2 separate regions of the Danio rerio genome follow, and region 2 is linked to region 1. Evidence: chromatin contacts called from public Hi-C data. All regions are on one chromosome and are shown on one strand. Each heading gives the region's core, a stretch centred on a gene start, on an enhancer-like site or on the middle of the called end of the contact. The rest is flanking DNA. Distances are from core to core; before and after follow the strand shown. Region 1 holds the start of mrtfba (myocardin related transcription factor Ba). Region 2 holds the start of ubald1a (UBA-like domain containing 1a).

Evidence for each region. A called contact is a pair of places that touch in the nucleus more often than the background predicts.
Region 2: a Hi-C map of hematopoietic stem cells shows a contact between it and region 1, with 1.6 times the contacts expected there. The contact joins the promoter of ubald1a here to the promoter of mrtfba in region 1. A contact is called at or near these places in 2 of 18 Hi-C or Micro-C datasets (caudal fin and hematopoietic stem cells).

Annotation. Positions count from the first base shown.
Region 1 is chr12:21,648,928-21,651,759 of GRCz12tu, forward strand. mrtfba (myocardin related transcription factor Ba) reads left to right here and starts at 1,350. Exons shown (of 16, transcript XM_009306704.5): 1 at 1,350-1,492.
Region 2 is chr12:21,803,246-21,806,223 of GRCz12tu, forward strand. It overlaps ubald1a (UBA-like domain containing 1a), which reads right to left and starts at 1,559. Exons shown (of 4, transcript NM_001002488.1): 1 at 1,329-1,559; 2 at 729-788. The coding sequence starts at 1,436.

The sequences.
Region 1 (2,832 bases), core at 100-2,599:
AGGTCGTTGGGTCGAACCTCTGCTCAGTTGGCGTTTCTGTGTGGAGTTTGCATGTTCTCCCTGCCTTTGCATGGGTTTCTAATATATATGTACAGTATATATATAAGGGTTGCACGGTTTACTGGTGCTATGGTAGTATCAAGATACTATGATTCCAAAAAACTGGCGGTGCCACTGTTTGTAAACGGAAGTATCATCATTAATGGTTTATCTACAATGGATAATGTTGCAATGTTGTGGAAAAGTCCCTAAAATGCTTACACGTTTGTGCAACAATAAACCATTTTATGTGAATAGTCTGTGGAGCCCTTTAAGGTTGCAAAACTGTGTAGAACTCGCACCTTTTATGGTAGCCTATTGCACGTTTTCTGATTCCTCAGTTTGAACACACATCTGAATCAGTTTATTTCTGTTCCTGTTAATATTATTTAATAGCTACAACAACTGCAACAATTTTTTAAAAAGAACGACTCGCAAAGTGAAGTTTTGAATTGCTTTGGATTGTTTCTTCATAAGACTGATAAAAATAGATAAAAACCCCAAAATAGCAACAGAAAACATTAAAACTATTTTTGACCACTTGCACCATAAAGCCTAATTTGTTGAAAAAACACTCTTTTGTAACAAGTTTTATTCGATATAATCTGAAAACATTATTTGAATGTACTTTTTGTTGGCTAGTTGTCTACAAAATAAACAAAAAGAATGAATAAAATTTGGTTGAAGTGGGGTGCAAATAATACTTTTTGGCCTTAGGGAATATATTAATTAAACTCAAGTAGGCCTATTATAACATAAAATATTCTGACATATTTCTTTATAATTTAAGTTATGAATTACAGTATAGCAATACTACTTAGTATCATGATACTTAAGCTGGTATTGTATCGTAAAATTTATTAATGGTATCACGACAACCCTAGTATATATATATATGTACTACAAATGTTGTTTAGAATTATTTTTTAATACTTATTGGCATTTTCAGCTAATAAATAAATAAACTGTATGATGTTTTTTTTAAATTCTGCAGACACATTACGAAGAGTTTAAAATAAAACACAAGTGTTTAATTTAAAATAACCAAAACAACGTTCAAACGGTAATGGCAAATCTTTTTCACATTTCAAATGTATTTATTTATTTATTTATTTATTTATTTATTTATTTATTTATTTATTTATTCCCAGAGCTGTTTATGTACATAAATAACTAAACTATAAACAAAAAAGACAGATCAATGGCGCCCCCTGATGGTGATCGACCTCTAACACCTCTGTTTGCGTCACTGAGTTCAGACGAACACACCAGCAGCGGCCATCTTACTTCCTCCAAAAAAAAAAAACTTCAGTCCCAAAGAAAAACAGAATCAACCCCAGGATACATGGGTGACCACATAAAGGACAGTTATGGAGCAATAAACCCAGGGGCTACGACGAGCGATCCTGACGCAGCAGTGGGGAACAGGGCAAGAAGCGACCATTATATGACAGTAAGAGATTTAACATGTAGCGCTGGAGTTCTTCTGCTAGCCTGTTTGCTGATGTGAGGATTGAATGTGAAACACGAATGTCATCTATCTACACTCGAGATACGCACGCGGAAATAAAAATAATTTACCAGATATAGATTTAGTATTCTCTGTTGATCTATAAATGACTTGTTTATTGCGGTATATTGGATGTTTACAGTTGCACACTAGCATGCTAACTTACAGAGTCTGTATAAACATTGAGTTATGATGTGTGTGGATCAATACTGACATGATGTTTATGGTAAGACTTGGATTTTCATATCACATTTTTCATTGTCATATACTATAGGCCCTAAGGAAGGCACTTGAATGATCTAATCATTTGTGTGAGGATAAACTATTGTTTTTCCTGTTTGTCTCATTAACTCTCGCTGAAACTGAAACTGCTTGTAAATGAGTAAACATCCTTACAGATCTGCAGTCTTCAGACAACTTCAGGTTGAACTTTATAGGAGAAACATTGTGACTATACACTCTTGGCATCTTCACCTTGTTGTCTTCAATGATGAATGTTTGAAATCATTATGTTATGAGATTTATTATCTCTCTTGTGATTTTGATTTAAAGTGAATATCTTAGAAGCAAAGCAACCAAATTCACCTGTAAAAATATACCTTTGACTTATTTCAATCTAAACATTTTAAGAAAGTTCATATTTAAACCAAGAATGTGTACTAAGTTTGAAATGTGTTTTTTTTTTTTTTTTTTTTGTAATTTGCACTTCCACTTTTTTATGATTTGGACTTTTCAGTCCAAAGTCCTCTTGGTGAGATTATTACATAATATTGCATGCTGTCCCGCCAATAAAAACTTGCATAAAACAAATTTATTTTGTTTCTTAAATATACTTATGTTGTAAATAGGCATGGGCCAGTATAAGATTCTGACGGTATGATAACTTACTTGGGTAAAAATATCTCGGTTTTGCGGTATCACGGTTTTGTGATTACTGCTCTGAAATAAGTTCTGTTTAAAACTCTGGGTAAAAAACAACATTCCCATTAAACATGGCATAATTTGTTTCAATAATTAAAATATTTTGAAACCGTAACATGTCACACTAAATAATTAAAATTAGTCATTGAATTTTGCTGACTTCATTAGTTTCAAAAACAGATTTTTTTTTAAGCTTGAAAAGGCATCTTTGGATATCTTTCTTTTCTTTGGATATGAAGTTAAGTCACTGCACTATTCATCACTACAGCATGTTGGATGTTGTTATAAGAGAATTGTTTTTTATATATTTCCTGAGTCATGGACTGACCAGTAGCTTGTTATGTGGAGGGTTTTATTCTACT
Region 2 (2,978 bases), core at 309-2,808, 150 kb after region 1:
GGTATTTTGTTAGATAATCTCCAGATTTGGCTTCAGTACTGACTAATCTAATGCATACGCATTGCACAAATATAATATTGTTTAGCTTTCTATTAAACATAATAATTTAAAAGATAGATTTGTAAGGGTGTACTTATATATGCTGAGCACTGTATTTAAATGCCATGCCAGCAGCACTGGCTTAAATGTTAACATTGGTATTTAATACATAATGTATCATCATTAACAGTTTCTTAATAAACAAGCTGTACACGAAAACATTCAGATAACTGACAATGAGATATTCCAGAACTACATTATTATTACTAATATATGCACATAGCTTATGTTTCTTTATCATCAAGGAATTAAACACTAGTCCTCTGCTCAGGAAGACATTGATTTGGATTGTTTGACCGATGAAAAACCACATCCGTGATACTTTAACCTTGCGGCCATTATTTCATTTCATTTATGCTGCAACACTGAAATACTGCCTACCTCGGCACACTACAGTAATAACACAGAACACAGCTTGTGTGTGTGTGTGTGTGTGTGTGTGTGTGTGTGTTTATTTCTGGAAGTCCCGTCTCTCCGCAACATGGCCGACACTATGGCTACAGCTTTACATTGTTATTGTTTCAGCCACGGCATAAACTGAGCACGTACACTCAATATAACAAACACATGTATAGAAAAAAAAGTTACATTTAATAAATCAAACACTTACGAACAGTAAGCCTACTCACCATTTGATGATGGTGACCATAAGGGATATTTGTCTCTTGAAAGAAGGCACTGAGGGCTGTCTGTGAGTGAAAGATCAGAACACAACATTACTTCACATGCCGTATTATAATAATTACAGGCTATTTTAACATCACGCTAGACTGGGGAACAGTAGGGGTTCGCTTATTTGGGAATGGCTGTAGGATTTATCCTGATCCAAACGAGAAACGAAAGCACAACATTGTATCAGTGTTGAGCTCTTTGAGTGTAATCTGTCAGCGGTCATCTTCATTGCATAATAGCATGGGAAGCTAGTACAGTGTGTCATGTGGACGGATTATAGTATTTAATCTGGAGTAAACTCTAATTGGATAGTAGCCTGTCTGTTGAGCTTTTTGCAATTTTTATACTATAAAGGTGTAGTTTTTCAAACAACAAAGCACATGCAAAGGCAATTATTATATTTAAAAAACGCTCAGTGAGGACACTAAAACACGTTTGGGTCATTGTTATCACTCTGATAATACAGAATGACACATATGCATATGTGTGCTATGCAGTGCACCACATAAACAATGCACTGGCGTAGGCATGCATAGTGTGCTCTCCGCTGCGCTTACCTCAAACTGCCAATGTGCCGCTTGCAAAAGCTGTTTCGCCTGGTCTGCGGCACATCCAGCTGTCAGGACGAACTGGTTGATCATAACTTGATGTTTGAGTTCATCCATTTTGGCTGGTGCTTGTTTCCGAGCCACGAACACTGGTGTTTTCACCCGGGACAGGATTTTCGAGATTTAGCCTCTCTCCGCTTTTCTCTTTCAGTCGTCCACCATTACAGCCGGTTGAGCAAACACAAATATTTACTGTAGGAGCGCTGGTGTGACGAGCGCCGAATGATTGACACCGCGAATCAGCCAATCAGAGCGGGGCGGGGATCATGGGAATTGTATGCGTTGGGATTCCACGTTTGTTGTGTTTCTGATGACACTATGCTAGTTTGGCGTTTATGTTGAAGCGGTAGATATACACATTACGATTTGGTTTATATAATGTCAAATGATCGATTCTTAAACTGAGAGAGGGAATATGTAGATTACACAGAAATGACAATGGCGCGTGCTGAAGTTGCTCTTTAAACAGCGAAACTGCAGGTCCCGTCATGCAACGCTTTGTTTGTTAAGTTCTAGAGGGCTGAATTTATGAATGACGGTCGTTCCCGTCCAATTCCCATTCGAGCTATGCCACTACCTTCCCAAATATGGTAAACAAATCTTCCAACACCAATTAAATCACTAGCGTCTTAACAGAGGACCTCCGATGTACTTTTAGCGCAGTCATTTCTTTTGCCCTGCTAATAGTAAGCATATGGCGACTACTTTTAGATGACGCCGCTTTTATATTTATTATTATTATTTTATTCTATTTTCACAACAGTGCGTGAATCTTTCGTTTGCGTGAATGCGTAATGTTAAAGAAAAAAGCATCACTTTAAAATACGACATCAACAAAACATTAAATCGTGGGAATTTTTGTGGTCTTTAAGATTCCAAATTTTTGGGGTCCAAATTGAGACCCCCAAATATTGTCAGGAAACCCCATCCTAAAAGTATAAAGCCCCAGTTTATACTGTGACAAAATATTATATTCCATGGGTCTAAATAGTCTGTTTTTGAAAACTATTTAGTTTTTTTAATGTTTTTTTAGCCATTATATTAATTGTTTTCAATTGTTCGCATTGCTATTATTGGTTTATTGTTTACAATTTTATTTTACCTCATTTTAATTTAACATTATTGTCATGTTGTATTAATTTTAATTATTACAATTATCATAATTATTACAATTGAACTGTTATTAAATTTAAAATAATGTTTCTTCTTACTACGGTGACGATGATTATGATTATAATTATTATGATTATTATTATTATTATTATTATTATTATTATTATTATTATACTTAGGCCCCAGCATTTAATCTGTTTACATTTTACATAACGTTCTACTTGTTATAGTATTGTTGTTTAGTTTATTTTGACATTTTAATATTAATTTCAATCGACACTGTGTAATTTATTTTAAAGTTTTTTATTTTATATTGATTATTTCTAATCATTTGTTTTATTCCTATTTATTTTTGTTTATTTAATTTCCTTTTTTACTAATGTTAATTTGTTAATAGAATGCTTGATGATATTTTTTATATGATGTTTATTTATTTATTTTACAGTTTTGTGCGTTTTGTACTTTTGCTTTAGTGCTTTTTGACTG